Regions from separate parts of the Mus musculus genome. Here regions 1 and 3 are each linked to region 2. A link is a contact called in public Hi-C and Micro-C data. All regions are on one chromosome and are shown on one strand. The core of a region is the stretch at or near the end of the contact, and the rest is flanking DNA. Distances in the headings are between cores, read along the strand shown. Region 1 holds the start of Slc17a5 (solute carrier family 17 (anion/sugar transporter), member 5). Region 2 holds the start of Elovl5 (ELOVL family member 5, elongation of long chain fatty acids (yeast)). Region 3 holds the start of Cgas (cyclic GMP-AMP synthase).

Evidence for each region. A called contact is a pair of places that touch in the nucleus more often than the background predicts.
Region 1: a Hi-C map of CD8 T cells shows a contact between it and region 2, with 3 times the contacts expected there. The contact joins the promoter of Slc17a5 here to the promoter of Elovl5 in region 2. A contact is called at or near these places in 2 of 39 promoter capture datasets (neutrophils and pre-B cells) and 1 of 484 Hi-C or Micro-C datasets (CD8 T cells).
Region 3: a contact with region 2 is called in a Micro-C map of embryonic stem cells, with 2.7 times the contacts expected there. The contact joins the promoter of Cgas here to the promoter of Elovl5 in region 2. A contact is called at or near these places in 1 of 39 promoter capture datasets (pre-B cells), 1 of 484 Hi-C or Micro-C datasets (embryonic stem cells), 2 of 115 datasets of contacts at active chromatin or transcription factors (astrocytes and effector CD8 T cells) and 1 of 9 other capture datasets (adipose tissue).

What each region holds. Positions count from the first base shown.
Region 1 is chr9:78,586,438-78,589,372 of GRCm38.p6, reverse strand. Slc17a5 (solute carrier family 17 (anion/sugar transporter), member 5) reads left to right here and starts at 1,328. Exons shown (of 11, transcript NM_172773.3): 1 at 1,328-1,499. The coding sequence starts at 1,406.
Region 2 is chr9:77,916,004-77,918,703 of GRCm38.p6, reverse strand. It overlaps Elovl5 (ELOVL family member 5, elongation of long chain fatty acids (yeast)), which reads right to left and starts at 1,339. Exons shown (of 8, transcript NM_134255.3): 1 at 1,178-1,339.
Region 3 is chr9:78,441,969-78,444,826 of GRCm38.p6, reverse strand. It overlaps Cgas (cyclic GMP-AMP synthase), which reads left to right and starts at 1,590. Exons shown (of 5, transcript NM_173386.5): 1 at 1,590-2,363. The coding sequence starts at 1,749. It also overlaps a transcript of Mto1 not described here.

The sequences.
Region 1 (2,935 bases), core at 79-2,578, 670 kb before region 2:
CAGTGTTGAACAAACCTATTGGCTCACACAGGATAGCAGAGGTGCAGAAAGATGAGAACCCCGAGGCTAATGAAATCTGAAGCCGTCTGTTGGAGGAGTTCAGGGGTGGGGGGGTGGGTACAAGGGGATGAGTTAGGGAAGCTGGGTTTGTTTGTTTGTTTGTTTTTGTTTTTTTGAGACAGGGTTTCTCTGTGTAGCCCTGGCTGTCCTAGAACTCACTCTGTAGACCAGGCTGGCCTCGAACTCAGAAATCTGCCTGCCTCTGCCTCCCGAGTGCTGGGATTAAAGGTGTCGCCACCACGCCCGGCTTGAAGCTGATCTTTTTGTTCTAATCAAACCTTCAAACAAATTGAAATCCACTCACATGGAGGACAAGCAAACTGACACATCAAATTAACCACACCAGAAGTGCTGTTTGTACATACATTTTATAAGAATTTGCCAGGCGGGTATGCACAAACTCAAGGGCTTTATCTCTACAGCTGTCTTTTTGAAAACTTGCCCATCAGCATTTACTGGCCCAAGAGTTAGGGATATCTTTAGTAAATCTCAGTCAGCCCTTCTTCTAGACAGGGGCCTCACCTGACTTTCTGAGCCTCTGCTCTTCCTTGGTCTGCGTGGAAATCTCTAAGGGCGTCTACCACATCTGTCTTTTCCATCGGTCTGCAGATATGGCTTTTATTACTCAGAGGCCCGATGGCCCCACCAAGGCTGACTGAAGCATTTTCCTAGTTCCTCTTTCTTAGAGTCAGCAGTAGGGAAAATCTGTCCAAATTAGATTTACAGAGAAAACTCCCCCACGCTCATACATCACGTGGCCTGCCCGCTGGGGATGTAGGTCAATGGTATGTATCAGCGTTAGTCTAATATGTGTGAGGCCCTGGGTACAATCAACAGTATCTTCCTAAAGAGAAAAGGCAGCTGCCTACATTGGGGTTCACCTCTGAAACAGTCAATTTCGTCGGACAAAACATGATTTCCTTTGCTACTTTTCAAAAGCCATATGCTGTCACAAAACGGACAAAGACTGAAAACTATTATAGACATTTAGAAGGCAAATAGTCCCTGCCCATTTCCCTAGCTCCCTATCACTGCGAGATGCAAACCCCATCGCCGCCTTCAGGCTGTCCAATGCCCGGGCTTTTACTAGTGTAACAGAGTCCTGGGCTCCCTACCGCTGGTGACACACATCTTGCACAGCGCAAACGCCACGCCCAACCCAACCCTGCCCACAGCGGGAAATTGCCCGAAACTAAAATGGCGCCTTAGGAACAGGCAACCAGATATGGGCGTGTCCTGGGGCGGGGCAATATCCTGCCCCGCCCAGCCAGCACGGCGAAGGGCTGTCCTGCCGAGAGCTAGGTTGGCCAAGCAACGACGCCGGCACATCTGCTCTCCAGGCGTTATGAGGCCCCTGCTTCGGGGTCCGGCGGGAAACGACGATGAGGAGAGCTCGGACAGCACCCCGCTCCTGCCGGGCGCCCGGCAGACCGAAGCGGGTGAGCTGCGGGACCACCGAGTGATTGCTAGTGGCAGCGTTCCTGGCGGGCGGGTGGTTCCCGGCCGTGGGCGCCTTGAAGGAGTGGCTGCGGGGTCGGGGGGACAGGTAGCCGCTGTAGTGCTGTGGGTCGGGACGGAGGTGCCTGTGGCGCTGGCGGGACTGAAGCAATTCAGGGTCGGAGGGGTACCCGATCCGAGTCAATAAGCAAAGGGGCCAAAGTGCTTCTTGCTCCCCTCCAGCGGCCGCCAGGTTTCCGCTTATGCCGGCCTGTAAACATGTGATCTGGTAGCGCCTTGTTGGGGAGGAGAGACAAAAACAAAACAACAACAAAGAAGAGTTAACAGCTGTTGAGTGTGCGGGGGACAGTTGCATAATCCCGCGAATATCTTGTGCTGTAAGACACCAAAATATTGCAGACATTTCTATTTTTTCCTTGTCTATCAGACTGCAATTTAAGTTAGGAAACAGGTTATTCTCAAGATAAGATATCTTTAGCACTCTAAGACAATATGCCGTACTAGAGGTCTTGCAGGTGCTACTTCAAAAAGCATCTTCATTGCGGGGGGGGGGGGGGGGGGCGCATGTTGCACAGAGGTATAGTCCTTGCCTGACAAGGTTCTAGTCTCCATACCCACCATCCCCCAAAACACAAGTATGTGTCTTCACTGGATTTCGCTACACTTTTGTAATGTAGCTTCCTGAAGCTACAGAAAACTAAAGGACAAATCGGCTTGGACACATTCAAGGATATAGGTGTGAGAAAGAATTGAACTGGAAATTTGCCTTTGTTGGCCCGGAACAGTCTTCTGTCGGTATGTCTTTTGTTGACATTACCAAAGAATTCTTTCGTAACTGTTTTAACCATCCTTCCCACTTGTGTGGGTAACTACCCTACTTTCTGACTTTATTCAGACTACTTCTGTTGGCTTTTGGGTGATCTGTTTTGGTTTTGTTTTTATTTTTAGAATAGTTTGTTAGGGAACTGGAAAGATGGCTCAGCAGTTAGAGCACTGGTTGCTCTTCCAGGGGACGAGGGTTCAGTTCCCAGCACCCACATGGAAGCTTACAACCATCCATAACTCCAGCTCAAGAGAGCCAACACCCTCCCTACTCAGACACACCTGTGGTACACAGACATACATACAGGCAAACATTCGTACATAGAACAGATTTTTTTTTTAAAATCTAAAATAGAATGTTTTATTTTGAAAAGTGTAAGGCATCAGTAGGTCAAACCTAGGACTTGCATTTTTTTGGTTGGTTGCTTGGTTTTCTTTGAGACAGGGTCTCATGTAGCCCCAGCTGGCCTCTATTTTGTAGCTGCAGGTGACTTAGTTCTCCTGACCTTCCTGCCTCCACCTCCTGAATGCGTGGTAAGCAAGCATTCTGTCCACTGATTCACACCTCCTGCCCCCTTGGCTTCCCTCTTGGGTT
Region 2 (2,700 bases), core at 90-2,589:
CCCCCCCCCTTTTTTTTTTTCAAGGTCAGAGCTTTCGCAGAGAAACCCGGCAGTACTGGGACTGACTAGATAAACGATGCACCTGTGCCCAGCCATAGATAAAATCTACGGTGTGCATTCGCATTCATCTAATGCAAAGCTGACTGTATCTGTAGATTTTTGACCCAAATGCTGTGGCCTGAGACTTTGCAAAAGCACAAAGACTTGCAAGTACAAACCAACAGGTTATAACTGCCAAGCGGTTAGAGGAACGAATTACAAAACCAACAGACAACACTGGCCCTCCTGTACAACTGTACAAAACACTTCCTGCCACCAGCCCTGACATTAAAAAAACAGAAAGACAGTCGAGGCTTGGGAGGAGGGCTGCTCGCTCCCCCACAATTTCTTATCAGACTTCTCCCCGGGTATCCTCCAGCTAGGGAGTCATGCGTTGCATTCTTTCAATCGCCCCCTCCCCTTACGAAAATTCATCCAATGCATCCTTCAAATTTGCAATCAAGGCGCCTGGAGATAAGCATAATGTAATCTAGAGCAGGGACGCCAAGTTCAAAGGTGCCGAAGGCTTCAAGATCGTCTAAAAAGAACTCTCTCTGGACCTTACTATCTCCACCTCAAGGATAGGGGAAGGGGAAGGCTTGCTGGCAAGCAAACAATAAAGGACACTTTCCCTAAAACTCTGAGCAGCGCACTTTATGGATTCGCAGACTCCAGGCCGTTACCCGCAGCTATGCGTCCGCGTCTCCACCCTCCCGGGGCAGGCTGGGCTGCAGATACCCGCTGGAGTGGTCGCGGGAAAGCGGGCGTCCCTGGCAGCAGCAAAGGAGAGGAAAGCAGGGAAAGGCCAGCGCGCGGCCCCAAAGCCCGGTACTGCACGGACCCACGCGGACTCCTCCTCGGCAGCCCTTACGGTCGCTCAGAGAAAGCTCGGAGGAAGATCCAAGCGCGCCGCCATCCTTCCCTGCGATCTCCGCGCCTGTCAGTGCGCCAAAGTGGCTGCCACCCACGAACAGGTGCGAAAGCATCCATCCCGGCGGAGCTCCGCTCGGCCCGCGCCCCGCGCTCGCCGGGCCACGGTGCCTGCCGCCCCCCGCCCAACCCGGACCTCACGGCGCCAGCAGCCTGGCCGCACCCCAGTGCCTTGGCACCCGCCAAGTTCCTGAAGCAGGCGGCTCACCTCTCTGCCTGAGCGGCTACGGGGAGCACCGGACGGCAGCAGGACCGCGCGAGCAGGAGGATGTGCAAGCGGGCGCGGGAACAGAAGCAAGCTGCAGCCGCGATGCAAGAGGAAGGCGCCCGGCAGCTTCAACCCCGGCGTGGGCTGACCGTGACGTCACAATGGCGCGGCCAGCCAATCCGAGCCCGGAGGCAGGATCAAGCGCTATGATGTCATGCGGCCTTGGAACCAATCCTGGGGCGATAGAACTTTCGTGATTGTAAATTCCAGAATCAGATGCGGTGAGCAGAGGAAGCCAGGGTTGGTCTCCTGTGGTTCACGTGTCTCGGGGCAGTTTTCTTGCTTCTTCCTAATAAGCCTGCGTGGGACGCAGAGTCTGCGCAATAGCCACAGTGAAGTTCTGGATGCCCTGAACTCTTTCCAACAGCCGGGGGGCAGGGGCAGGCTTGGCGGTGGTTTTTTTGTTTTTGTTTTTGTTTTGGCAGGTGCCCACCCACCTAACGGGTTTCGCCACCATTGTGAAGGGGACCCTTTTCATGGTTTTAGCAAGGGTTCTAAAACCTAGGTGGAGCTGCTGTTGCGCAAATTGAAGCAACAGAAATCACTCAGAACTTTGCAACCGTAATTCTAGGATAGGTTGATCACACACTATTGGGAGTTTTGATATTTCTACTCTACGAAATTATCAGTCTTGTAATGAAATACTGTAATGTCTTTCAGCTGGGCAAATTCAAAGACTTAAAAGGGACGCAGGTACAAACATAAGAGCCTTTCTAGTTTTCGCTGCTGTTTGATAAATCAAGGCCTACAACTCTTACTTCAAACGTTAGAAATGTAACCTTTTGTTGTGCCCCCTTTGCTTTACACCCACTGACACAACACAGCCAAGCAGTCATTCAGTGTAGAAACATTTTTTTTAAATTATAGTAAAATGTTTATTGTATATTCAGCAATGTTCCAGGACCCAGACCACTGTCATAGGAATACGAATATACAAACTATAAACATTAGATAATTTAAACATTCACAAATTGCTGTAGCAATAACAATTAGTTGCCATTCATTTCTATAAACACTGAGTAAGGACCGCCTTCCCCGCAACAGTGCTGAGTGCTAACCATAAGTGCATGTCTGTCTGTCTATACAGGAAGTGTCGTTCAAGTGGCATGTGAGTGGTCATCTGTGCAACCTGGCCTCCTAGCATTCACCGTGTTCATTGTAATTGTCTCGTAGCTTTCACATACCAGGGACCGCTAAGATCTGTAGGCAAGTAATGCACTAAATCTAGCTTGTTTCTCCCCTCAATGGCATTTACAAGGCTCGAGGCATCATCTGCGACAGTTCTTTGTAATCTGGAGTATGACAAGAAGTCCTAACCATTTTTTTTTTTTTTTTGAATGGGTGAAGCATGAACTCAGCGGTGCCATGTTTGATCCCTGTTTCAGCTCCACTTGCCATCCGTGTTCCTCCTGTTCAGGATTCTTAACTCTTCTCTAGGCTATTTACTAGCAAGGCATACTCTT
Region 3 (2,858 bases), core at 341-2,840, 530 kb before region 2:
ACCTATGCTCCCACAGGTGATGCTAAGAGTTGATTAACTAGAAAGATTCACAACTAAAAGAATTACAATTACAGTATGGTTGTCGCAGTGAATTTTGCTCCTTTCAAAAATCATTGTTCAAACTTCATTCTCTCCGATGCTCATGCCTATTCCATACTCTATTGCACTGTTTTCTTCTTTTTAATTCCTCCTCCTCCTCACCCTCCTCCTCCTCCTCCTCTCCCTCCCTTCTCTTCTTCTTTTCCTCCAGATAGGGTTTCGATGTATAGCCCTGACTGTTTTAGAACTAGCTCTGTAGATCTCCAGCTTACTGCCTCTGCTTCCCTAGTGCTGAGACTAATAATGGAGAATGCCACTCTACTGGCAAGACCTCACAGAGAGGTCTCCTGCTCAAGTGTATTTCTGCAAAGTAGGCAGCGTTTCCATTCCCAGGTGTGTCTACTTGCCATTCAAAAGCGAATGCTTGTTAGACAAGTTCCCATTTTGAAAACTCATGTACAGGCATTGACAGGAAGGAGGGAAGAGAGTTGCAGGGTCAATAGGATGGCAGCACACTGATCGGTGTCTTTTTATTCAGGCTACATGTATCTCATAATATATGGTACATACACACGCGCGCGCGTGCGCGCGCGCACACACACACACACACACACACACACACACACTCACACACACACACACACACTTTACAAAAAGTTACACAGAGCAGCAATTTTTGAGCTTTATTTTAAGGGACACACAGGATTGCATAATAAGGTGTGGAATATAGTAATGTTATTATTATAACATTCTGATGTTAGTTGAAAACTAAGTGTTGTTCTGAGCCATGTAAATCTTCAGAAGACAGGTTTTTGTTTTTGTTAGCACAGTGGAAGGCAAAATGAGTTCCGCCAAGAACAACTTTAAAAGAAGCAGCCACTGTTGACGAGACCGACTTTAGAAATCGCTTTCTGAAAGTCTGCATTAAAGGACTACGGAATCTCAGCAGCCAAATCAGGATGGCTTACACCGTGCTGCTCATGAAACTCACACAGGCACTTTGAATATGTTCTTTAAGAGTCGGTGTGCTTTTTAGAAAGATAAGTTGAAATACTAATTCCAAGCAGTTAAATCTAACTTGAAAAGGTTCAGTGAGTTTCTATTTCTCATTAACAAGAACAGTAAATTTTGATTTAAAGTTTACATAAACCGGGCGAGGTGACGCACGCCTTTAATCCCAGCACTTGGGAGGCAGAGGCAGGCGGATTTCTGAGTTCGACGCCAGCCTGGTTTACAGTGAGTCCCAGGACAGCCAGGGCTACACAGAGAAACCCTGTCTCGAAAAACAAAAAAAACAAAAAACAACAAAAAAGTTTACATAAAAAAGTTGTTTATCAACTACAAATGTACGAGAGACAGTAGTGTCCTGAAACACATCTTGGTGGTAGGCGGCAAATCTAGCCATCTGAGCTGTCAGTGGTTTCCGCGTCTGTGCGGTAAAGGAGAGGTTTCCCGGCCAGTGGCTCAGTGGGTGGTTCCCCAGCTAGTGGCTCTGCTGGTCCCCACTGGTGAAAAAGTTCGCATCTCTTGGACCGCCTCTTCCTGGCGCTGACTTCACGCGTGCTCCTGCGCCTGCTCGCGGCGGATACTGACCGGCTACGTTCCCGCCATATATTTAAGTTTCATTTCCAGCGGCCACTGAGAGTTCCCCTTTTCGCGGCCTTTCTTCGAAGTCGATTTATTCTTTCCCGGACCGAAGAGCGGCAGATATGGAAGATCCGCGTAGAAGGACGACGGCGCCACGCGCTAAGAAGCCGTCCGCGAAGCGCGCCCCGACGCAGCCCAGCAGGACCAGGGCCCACGCGGAAAGCTGCGGCCCGCAAAGGGGGGCTCGATCGCGGCGGGCGGAGCGTGACGGGGACACCACGGAGAAGCCACGTGCCCCAGGGCCCCGAGTGCATCCAGCAAGGGCCACTGAGCTCACCAAAGATGCACAGCCCTCGGCCATGGACGCGGCAGGAGCCACCGCGCGGCCTGCCGTCCGGGTGCCCCAGCAGCAGGCCATCCTGGATCCGGAGCTGCCCGCCGTACGGGAGCCCCAGCCGCCCGCGGATCCCGAGGCGCGGAAAGTCGTAAGGGGACCTAGCCACAGAAGGGGCGCGCGCTCCACCGGGCAGCCCAGAGCGCCGCGAGGGTCCAGGAAGGAACCGGACAAGCTAAAGAAGGTGCTGGACAAATTGAGATTGAAACGCAAAGATATCTCGGAGGCGGCCGAGACGGTGAATAAAGTTGTGGAACGCCTGCTGCGCAGAATGCAGAAACGGGAGTCGGAGTTCAAAGGTGTGGAGCAGCTGAACACTGGCAGCTACTATGAACATGTGAAGGTGAGCGTCAAGACCTGCTGGAGGGGCTCCGGCCCCACTCCTCACTTGCCTCCTCAGCTGTTTGGGGGTCCCACACTCTTAGGGCCCCCCTCCCTTGGAACACCCCAGTCTTTTTTTTTTTTTTTTAATTCATCCAGTTAGCTCACAGCAAGCAATATTGATAGCTAGTTAGTTTGCTTTGGAGGGATGGGACAGGTGACCTTAAAGTAGTCGCAGGGGAGTCATCTTTATTAATCCTTCCCCAACTATAGCCTCTAGATTGAATCTAGTCCATCCCTGAGACTTTGGGACCGCCTGCAATTAGGGCAGAATTGTATACAACTAATTGGGAGAGGTGGCTGGGTACTCAAGTGAGGGTCCGTTGACATTGTCGCACCCCCTATGAGCGAACGTCATCTACAAGCCTACCTCTAATGCTCTTCGGAGAGTAGGCCCGGCTGAGTTCCTGAAGATGATGGTGATAGCTATTCTCTGCTAGTGAAATGAGCCAATTCA